2 separate regions of the Mus musculus genome follow, and region 2 is linked to region 1. The links are chromatin contacts, called in public HiChIP or PLAC-seq maps. All regions are on one chromosome and are shown on one strand. The core of a region is the stretch at or near the end of the contact, and the rest is flanking DNA. Distances in the headings are between cores, read along the strand shown. Region 1 holds the start of Dennd1b (DENN/MADD domain containing 1B). Region 2 overlaps Dennd1b (DENN/MADD domain containing 1B).

What was found. HiChIP or PLAC-seq counts read pairs in DNA pulled down with a chosen protein or histone mark.
Region 2: an H3K27ac HiChIP or PLAC-seq map of extraembryonic endoderm stem cells shows a contact between it and region 1. The contact joins the enhancer-like site here to the promoter of Dennd1b in region 1. A contact is called at or near these places in 4 of 39 promoter capture datasets (3T3-L1-derived adipocytes, the HPC-7 cell line and liver), 3 of 115 datasets of contacts at active chromatin or transcription factors (the SCID.adh cell line, bone marrow-derived macrophages and extraembryonic endoderm stem cells) and 2 of 9 other capture datasets (liver and pancreatic islet).

The regions. Positions count from the first base shown.
Region 1 is chr1:138,960,878-138,966,034 of GRCm38.p6, reverse strand. It overlaps Dennd1b (DENN/MADD domain containing 1B), which reads right to left and starts at 2,326. Exons shown (of 22, transcript NM_001166501.1): 1 at 2,150-2,326. The coding sequence starts at 2,166.
Region 2 is chr1:139,104,999-139,110,032 of GRCm38.p6, reverse strand. The region is part of intron 13 of Dennd1b (DENN/MADD domain containing 1B); the gene reads right to left. Among named protein-coding and RNA genes, the nearest start is that of Gm41960, 60 kb to the left of the region's middle. Within about 2 kb of position 2,307, at least 5 of the 459 cell types and tissues checked have an H3K27ac peak or open chromatin away from gene starts, as enhancers often do. A contact at or near this core is called in extraembryonic endoderm stem cells, where this site is marked.

The sequences.
Region 1 (5,157 bases), core at 1,077-3,576:
ATGTTGAAAACTCCATCCCTATAATTTACTGACTTTTTTTTTCTTGTTATTTGGGACAGGGCTTCTCTGTGTTGCCTTTGTTGTCCTAGAACTCACTCTGTAGACCAAGCTAGCCTCAAACTCAGAGATCTGCCTGCCTCTGCCTGCCTGCCTCTGCCTCCCGAGGACACCACCACTCTAAATCTAGTCTTATTCCTGTCTCAGCATACTCTATGATATTCCCGACTTGGTAGCAAAAATAGACATGAAAATGTTTTATCAGTTTGATAAGAGTTATAGCTCAGACTTTGGAGTTCTGGATCAGGGGGCAAAGTGTGTCAGCTGTCAGAATGCTTTCTCACCTATAATGCACCCTGCCCATCTCAGAGTACCAGCAAATCAATGTGGGAAAGAACACTGTAGAGTAGTATTTTCACCCTCCTGAATCAAAAATGGAAAGCCAGTACACCCTTAAGCATCCTCTCACACTGTCACAGATCTAACATAGGCTGGCCAGTTTTCTCCAGAGGATAAAAACCTGATTCCAGACTCACAGACACGCTCTCCATAGATAGGATATTGTACACAGGCTTTCCTGAAATCTTTATTGTACTTGAACATGCTCAAAGTAGAGAGCTGTTCACACACTCCAAGGTAACAAAACCTAACAAAAATTATTTTCTTAATATCAACTATTTTTAAGGAATTTGGACATTGGCCTCCTCATTAAATCCCCCCCCCCACACACACACACACACACACACACAGAACAGAAAGTTTGTTTCAGTTCCTTCACAAGTACTAGTTTGGGTTTGTTTTTTTTTTTTTTTTTTCTTCCTAATTTCTTATACTACATGCTTAGCCCATTTATTTGGTACATTTCAAAAGGCAGACTGAAATATAGTGAGATACTCAAAGCAAACAAAAATTTGGTATTGTAGAGTTTCTTTCCATCAGAAGGTATAAGATTAAGTCTGGGGATGTAGCTCACCAGTGCACAGTATCTGCCCTAGAGTGCTTGAAGCCTTGGGTTTGACCATAATGGGAGGGAGAGGCAGGGGACTGTTAAAGGAAAAGACATCACAATGCACAAAAGTGATGGTGTATATTTCAATTACCCTGTTAAGACTAGTGCCTTTGTACATTGGCTTGTTTAATACATAATTTCTTTAAGATATTAATGCTATCTCTCACTTCTAAACAAACATTGATTTTAAATATATATATATATATATATATATATATATATATATATATATATATATATATATAACATGACATTCTTTAGAACTGGAGGGAAAGACAACCCATACAAATTAATTTATAAATATCCACTTCTCCACTTCCTCATCCCACCCGCTATTAACTTGTTTCATGAGCATAAACCGGGCTCCAGCTATCTTTTTTTTTAATTCCCTCATAGTACAATAAATTGTCCAAAGAGTAAGTTGTGTGTTTTTTTTTAATCACCCTGTCCTCTATGGTGTCAAATATTAAAGGAAATATTCTAAAATGTGTAACATTTCTATCTTCATAAGATATTTAGAATTTGTCTTAGGTAAATAAATCCTGACTCGGTAATACTTCTCTGCAATCTACAGGGCCTTTCACTGTGGCTCTAACACACAGTGAGGTAGAACGGAAGAGGAGGGGGCGGTCAAAGAAGACGAGATTTCTTCCCAAAGTAAAGTTTCCAGAGAAAAAGCTGCAAATACCCATCTCTAAGACACCTCCAAGCAGAGCCGCCACCGTTATTCAAATTGCTTTTTACCTACTCCCTACAAGTAAAATGGCCAATGGTGAAGAGCCACCTTAGTGCATATACCACTCTGCAAGCAGCACACACACTCAGCGGCTGCACAAACAAACACCGCTTTCATTTTAAACGAAGGGAAAGCATCAGAAAGCAACCCTGGCCACCCTGAAAAATCACCCTAAAGGGAACCACGGCGATCCTAACGCCGGGGGAGCGGTTCCCTAACCACCGCTCGCAGAGCCGCCCGCCCGTCCGCCCGCCCGCCCGCCCGCCGCGGCGCACGGCCGACCCGGCCCGGGGAAGACCGGTCGCCGGCCGGGCAGGCTTTGCGGCCTAGCGCCGACCTCCGCGCAGCGGGCCGTACCGGGCAGGCCGCACCCGGGGCCGCGGAGGCCTGGCCCCGCCGCCGCTCACCTGGTCCTGCGGTCCATGGTCACATGTCGCTGCGGGGCTGCCGTCGCCCCGCGCCCGCACGCCCGCACGCCGTCCGGGACGCGCTGCTCCGAGCGGCGGCTGGCCCACGGCGCCCTCCGCGGCCTCGCGGGGACAGCACCGCGGCGACGCCGCCCCCGCCCCTGCCCCTGCCCCCGCCTCTCGGTTCCCGCGACCCGGCCGGCGGCGGCTTCGCCACCTTCCGCGAACCAGGAAGTCGGCGGGAGGGGGAGGGGGCGCACGGGGACGCGCCCGGCGGCTGCACCTGGCCGCGCGGGCTCCGGGCAGGACCTGCCCTCCTGCTGTCCTGGGCACCGGCTCCTGCGATCCCCGGCCTGGGAAAGCACTTCTGCCCCGGGGTTCCCACATCACGACTCCCATTCATTGCAAATTGGGAGCTCGAGTGGATGCTCTGACTTCCGCCTCACTCCTGCCCGTGGCCCCGGTAGTGCTCTCTCGGAAACCCAGAGCCGCCCCCTCCTGATTCAGGAATGTTCAGACTTCATGCACCTGCTAACCAGCTCTGCCAAACTGCTCAAGGACAGGCTCCAGTTGCCGGCACATATGGGAAACACATTCCTGCCGCAGACACCGGACGCACAGCCAGGGACTTAACTTTTGAACACACAGTAGCAGGCCCCCTAGAGTGTCGTTCTAGGGGAGCTGAGAGGGCACCACGAAGGATGGAGGAGGTGGAACCTGATGTGTTTCTGTAAGCAGTGACAAACACTGGCTTGGTGTTTTCAACACCTGAGCTATAGGTAGGTACCTTAATCCAGAGCAAGAGACTGGATCTGAGATAAGGAAGCAGTAGGCAGTGGCAAAGTTGGAATCTAACCAAGCTCAGCTGCTGCTGATTCTTACTGTGGCTTCTTACTGCCTCGTCTGCTGCTGTCTCAGATGCAGGATCTACTAAGAAGACATTTAGAAAGATTTATGGTAGACGTTGAAAACATTGTCCAGGGCTGGAGAGTCACACAGACTCCTTAGGGACTGGAGAAGGCTTTCTCCCAGCTAGCATTCCCCCTTGACAAGGCTAGAGTGACTGTCATGCAGTAAGGGTTACTTCAGACTGTATCCATCCACACAGAAAGTACGAGAATGAGGAAACCAACATGGTATGAATGTGGTATGAGTCACGACACATAAAAGTCAGACACGGAGCCTTGGAAAATAAAGACTAGATTTGATCTTATACTTTCCTGCTAAAAAAAAAAAAAAAAAAAAAAAAAAACGGTGTTGCTCCATCAAGATAGAAAGATATAGTCCACAGCCACAAACCTCTTACTTTAAAAAAAAAAAAAAAAAAATGAGCTCCCAATGTGGTTGAAAAACAAAACAAAATGTCAGAGCATACTGTTTTTGTCACAGCTTGTCTTGGCGTGGGATATTAACTTCAGTTTCTCGCTTCCTACATTTGTAAAATGGGAATTATGATTCGCCTGTCACATGAGGACTGTGCTGTTCAAGTTTAAAATTGCAATGCTTCTTGTGAGATATTTGGAGAAATCAGTGAATTTCAGTTTCACAATTAGGCCAACTATACCATGTTTATATGGTTTTCCCATATAAAGATTTTTGCTGCCTAACTAACAAGTTAGCTTACTAGAAAGACTTGAAATAAATTCTGTAACTAAAAACGACTTCTGCCCCAAGAGTTCCTGAAATGTGAGAGTTTCTTCTTTCATTATAATTAATTCTTCTCCAAAGTAAACAATCCTGTCTAGGGTGACTGTGCCATGAATTCTTAGTTTGGGGTGAGAAAATAGTAACAAATGTTTTCAATGTCCGTTGTTGGAATTATATAAAATGACAGTTACTCTATAAAGTTAAGATTGTTACTTATTCAAGCTATACTAAGTATGAAGACAAAATGTCCCATATATTTACTCTGTATCAATCACATTTGAGGCCAACTACAATAAAGAGTTAGATATTATTGATCTTAATAAATAAACACAGGCAGGTATGATTTATATACATAGTTTATCGAAAATTAGTGCAGATAGAAGTTGGAATAAACCTGTCATGTTTATTGAAGTAAACCTATGTTTATTGAAACCAGTGATATAATTTTGGTAATTTTCGCTTCATAGAAAACAACATTACTAATAGAGAAGTTTATAGAAGGCAAATAATCAAATTGGTTGTCACATTTTCCCAAGATCATATTTCAGCAGTAATATTTCCTACTTGACAATAACATTTTTAGAACCATAGTAATTCAAGAACCAGATACTATAATAGTATTGGCAAGGAGCACATAACAGGACTATAGATTAGTGGCAGAGTAGTTGCCCACCACCTACAAGGTTCTGGTTTGATCCCCAGCACAAGAAGAGGAGAAAAAAAGTAAAATATATTCTTCAGCTCATGACTGTAGTAATCTAAGAATATGACCTTGATGATGAATGTGGTGATGTCTATTACTAAGTTGGTTTCAGCTTTGACACAATTTAATAGTGGGAGAGAAGGTGAATTAAGATACACTAACATGTCCATAGGCCTACCTATTTCAACCTACACTTCTGTCATTTTTTTGGTTGGTTGGTTTCGGGTCTTGTTTTGTTTTGTTTTAATAGTGGTTTCCTAGTAGTAGTGTAGCTCTTTTGATCTTTTTACATAGAAACTTTCTAAACCATTATGTTTGAGCTTTTTCTTCAATACCTGATTGTGCCCATTTTCCTCAAGCTACACCCAAATGGTCTCTGGCTGATGTCATTACCTGTTGGAGATGTGGGAGAACCCAAGTCTGGTGCAAGCATGGTTGGTCTTGTGAACCAGCTCCTCTGTTTCTCAAAGTATGGATAACCACAGAGATAAGCACGTGTGCCTTCGAAGTGACATGTTATTAGTATACAGGAGTGCCCCTTCGCAGCCCCTTCCCTCTGGGAAGAAGAAAGAGGCACACAGACTCTCAAAGGTATTTAGAAAATAATTCCAGCACTAATGTTTTAGATCTAATGCAGCCCAAGCATCTGGGCTCTTAG
Region 2 (5,034 bases), core at 1,058-3,557, 140 kb before region 1:
TGGGTGCTGGGAATCACAAATAGGTCCTGTGCAAGAGCAATCAGTTATTCTCATACACCTGCAGAGCCATCCCTTGCTGGCTGATCCTCCCAATGCCCATCCCCCAACACTTCCACAGCCCACTTGGCATACTTGACATATATACAGATAAGTGATTGTATTTCATGTTCAAAAGGAGAGTGAAGACTAATGACAATTCACTCGCTAGAATGAAATTTTTAGCAATCCTAAGGTTTCAGTAAGGCATTAAAAATCATACTGGAAATCTGAAAATTATCAATTATAATTTAATTGTTAAAGAGACTCAGTGCTCTGATTAAAGAAGTCTGTAAGTAAAATGCTAGGAATTGGCTCTGACGTGGATAAAAGTAATGACTAGTAACAGTGTGATTCAATTGCTGCCTTTTCTGGTGGAATTAATGATGTCACACAACTACCATTTCAAGGAAATTAGCCACAGCCGCATGTAGGCCTTAGTATAAAACATAAAACTTAGATGAAATCCAAGATGCAGTTTCTCTGGATGTGTCCACAGCAGCCTTGTGTGACTTGCTCATCCATCACTCATGGCTGTGTGTGCTGCCATGCCTGGCTGGGGGCTTTTCTTAAATTATTATTTTTATACTACTAAATTTAATTTCTAGCCAGGTGGTGGTAGTATATGCCTTTAATCCCAGCACTTGGAAGGCAGAGGACAGGACTCAGATCATCTGGCGTAGCTGCAAGCCCCTTGATCAGCTGAACCATCTCATTGGACCTCAGTGTTCTTAATTGTTTTTCTAAGTCTTTGGTGACGTGTGTAGTAAAGAGGGAGAATACAAACTATGAGGGAGGCTGGAATAATCTATCAAGTATCGTCATAAACTAACGCTCACCAGACAATGACCCATCTCAAAAATGGTATTACAGACTTTACAGTGATTTTTGACAGAAAGAGCTATAGAAGATTTCTGAATCTTACGCATACAAACTGGATGGGTTTACACAAATAATCTCTGGGTAAATGAAGTAGACCATACTTACTACTCCCATAAAAACTTCATTTAAGGGTGCAACAAAACAAACGAAAGCAAAAAAAAAATAAAAAAAATAAAAAGACAATCCTGTTAAAGATGTATCTACTGTATTCACGTTACCAGAGCCAGCATCATAACTACTGACACTGGAAGAATAAATAGTCAATGAATCAATGAATATATGAGTGAAAGAAACTGGAGTTCAGAAACACTTATTTCGCAGAAGTTTTTAAAAATTTATTCTTTGAGAACTTTAGATATCAGAGACTATAGCAAGGGGATGTAGAGGACAAGACTTCACCCGTTAAAGGATCCAACTTCATTTTTTTTTTTGTTTTGTTTTTTCCAAATTCGTTTTTTATACTTTCATCTAAAAGGACAATGTCTGCAAAAACAAAACAAAACAAAACCCGAGTGCCTGAACACAGAGTGCTACTGCGTGGGCATCCTGCTCAGAGACACCTAGGGATCTGTTTTGCTGGATCAAGTCATGCAGGTATTCAGAGATGACTGCACCAATGGCTGGCTCCTAGATTCCCAGATACATCTTACACAGGCAAGTGGGAGTGGTGCCAACCATGTGGTGTTGATTATACAAACATACAGAATGGAAAAATTATTGGATTGAGGCTTGCACCAAGGTCTCAGAAAAAAGTAAAGACAAATTGCTAGTAAGTTGGATTCACTGTAGCCTAAGATGCAATAGAGTCTAGGGTACAGATGTCAAGAAAATAGGATATTTTCCAGGGAGAGCTACAGGCACTGACTGAAAGTGGTAAGAGAGAGGCTATGTGTGTCGTAGGTAATAGACACATAACAAAATCCAAAACACTAATGTACTTGAGACTATATATCCCCCATACCCCTTATTTTAAATGTCATCGTCACGTAGTACCTGACTGAAATAACTTAACCAAAGAGAGGTTATCACTGTGATGAAGGAGGTGTGGCAGTGTAGCTTCCTGGCAGCAGGAATGTGAGGTGGCTGATAACAATGAGTCACAGTTAAGAGGGAAACTCGAAGAAAATGATTTCTTCAGGACACAGAAGCCCAGATGCACACATGAAACTCAAGACTGTGGCAGCATAGACAGAGCCCACATAGATTAAAGCTAGATGGGGTCCCAGAACTGAAAGACAGGTTCCTACCCCTAATAAAAAAACTTGCAACTGATAGCCACTTGCAAAGGAACAGTTAGTTTTCATCAGTGGAGGTCTCCTGGATATACTACCCAGAGGCTCTATGCTCAGCAGTCAGCAGCCAACATAGCACAAACTCCGTGGTCGTTCTAACGATTTGTTTGTCTCGTGTACTATGCTTGGGCTTTCTGAGGGGTGGTCTTATTGGTCTTCTGCTTGTGTATTATGATTTCCAATTTGTGCTTTTATGGAGCTTTTGTTTGTTTTTTAAAGGCAAAGAAAGAGTGAAGAATTGGGTCGCTGGGGAGAATCTGAGGGGGACTGGGAAAGGAGAAAGTGTAATCAAAATGTATTGTATGAAAAAAAATCATTAACAAAAGAGAGACAGAGGGAGGAGGAGAGGAAAGGAATGAGAGGGAAAGGAGAAGGAGAGGGGGAGGGGAAGGAGAGGAGAAGGGAAGGAGAGGAGTAGGGGCAGGGGAAGGAGGAGGGACAGAGAGAATGGTGTAAGGACAGAGAAAGCCAGGCCAGAAATTAATACACAAACTCAACTGGTGCCTTGCTAAGACTACAACTCAAAACATCTGTCTCCAATGGATCTATTTCCTTTAGTTTGGTCCCCCTCCTCGGGTTTTCAGTCTTATAATATTATAAGACACCACCATAAGCCAGAGAACAGGCGGTCAAACAGCCTTCTAGTCTACCTTCCCCTATTAGGTTCTCTGTACCTCCCAATGTGAGCTTCAGTCAATGCAACTCCTTTTTGTGAGTTTCAACTTTGTCCAAAAGGCCAAAGTCTTCTTTATGTCCCAAGGCAATCTCTTACCTGTGAGTCCCTATGAATTATGTTAAATACATGTAACTGTATGCAGCAAACATTTGTATTCCAAAAGAGTGGGAGGACAACATTTTGAACTCAGTCATATTCAAATTTGTGGGTCATTAGTAAAATAAGCCAGCTTCTTTGGCAGAACACAACATGAATGGCCTATAGAGCAATTCCTAATAAAATTCCTCTTTCCCCTTCAAAATTATCAAAAGCCTGGCCTTTACCATATACAGTTCTTAGTATTCTGGTCTCCTGAACTCTCACTAGAATGAGCATTAAACTCTGTGTATAGCACCAGAGGACTTCTGTAACTCACAACTCCAAATCTGACCCAAAACCCCTTCTAAGGGTCAGAATGGATATGGTTGGTAAATTCCAACAGTGACTCCACTTTATGGTCCTACTGCCAGTGCTTGTGTGGGTGCAGGTCCGCCTACTGTAGTGGCTTGGGTAGTCTCTGGGCCCCACCTCTACTGCCTCTGTCTCTATCCCACCTAGTCTACTTAGTACTGTCAGTGTACGCAGAGTTGCAGGTCTATCTAGCCTACCATGAGTAGTCTTTGCCCTCCCTTCTTCCCTCCTCCCCTACACCAACCCACCAAGTCCACGTAATGCTGCCAGTATACACATGCATAGATGCAGGTCCAACTATTATAGAATACATGACATCTCAGAGGTCCCATCCCTGAAGAAAATGTATTTTCCCTCCTCTGGAAGCCATCAAGTACCAATAGCTTCTCAGTTCCAGATGGGACTGCAGAACATTTTACCTGATTTGTGCTGGTATTCTGGCTGGCTTAATCATGTACAGGTCTTATGCATGCAATATAATCACTAAGATTTCATGTGTGCACATGTGTAAGACTTAATACTGACATCACAGCAGGCTAGCAAGCAGAGAAAGCAAAAGCTAGTACTTAGCAAGCCTTCTCCTTTTTCCTTCAGACCAGGTGCCAGTCTATCAGACGGTGCTAGCCTCTTTCAAGCTGGTTCTTCTCCCTCAGCTAACCCCTTCAGAAAAGGTTCCCAAAAACATAAAAAAAGTGTGCCTCACTAGCTGTTTCTTAATCTGATAAAGTTGGCAAGACTAACTAACTAGTCTATAAACATCCCTTAAACCTTTTGAGATAGTGTCTTGCTATGTAGTCCTGGATGCTAGTCTGGGACTCTGAGTAAACCAGGCTAATCTCAAACCAGTGGTGACGCTCCTCCCTCAGCCTCCCTGAGGCTGGGATTACAGGAGAATACCACCCTACCTGGTTCCAGTCAAAAAATTTTAAAGCAATGTCTAGTCAAAGAATCCATACTCAAAGCTTGTTAAACTTCGCAGCTGTCTTCTATTGGACTAAGGACACCAAAATATATTGATGAAAAGAGATAAGATCGTGAAATGAGTATAACTTCTATACTTGATCCTTCTTTGACTTATGCCTAACAAAATATATCAAAGATATAGGTCAAATATATAAATGATCAAATAAGTTCTGAAATAAACATGCAAACCCTTTTAATGTCTGTCTCTCTTGTGGTTCTAGATCAAGATGTGAGCTCTCAGCTATCCCTTCATTCCACCATCATGCACTCTAACCCTCTGAGAGTGCAAGCATGGGGTTTTTGTCACTGCAATAGAAAGTAAGGACAGAGGCTGGCCCCCGGAAGGGAGCTATTGTTCTGATAGGCCTAACAATGCTGGGTTTGGAGTGACTTGGTAGACTATGAGACCTGTACTAGGGAAGTGGTTAAATGTTGTTAACAGGACATCCTAGTGGGAGCTAGGAAGACAGTACCACTGAGAGCAACATGGACTATGGAGGCGCTACTCAGTAGGTTTTAGAGAGGAACAATATTAGCAACTGGGCTAAAGACTGTTCTTGTGATATTTTGGCAATGAATGTGACAGCTTTCTGCTCTTGTCCTAATTATTCACTAAACTGTAAAGTAACTCATTTCCTTGGTAGAGGTGATTTCAGGACAAATATTCAAGACAGACTACTATTGACTCATCTTGATTCACAACATAAGGCCAAGGGGTAGGGGTGGGGCACATGG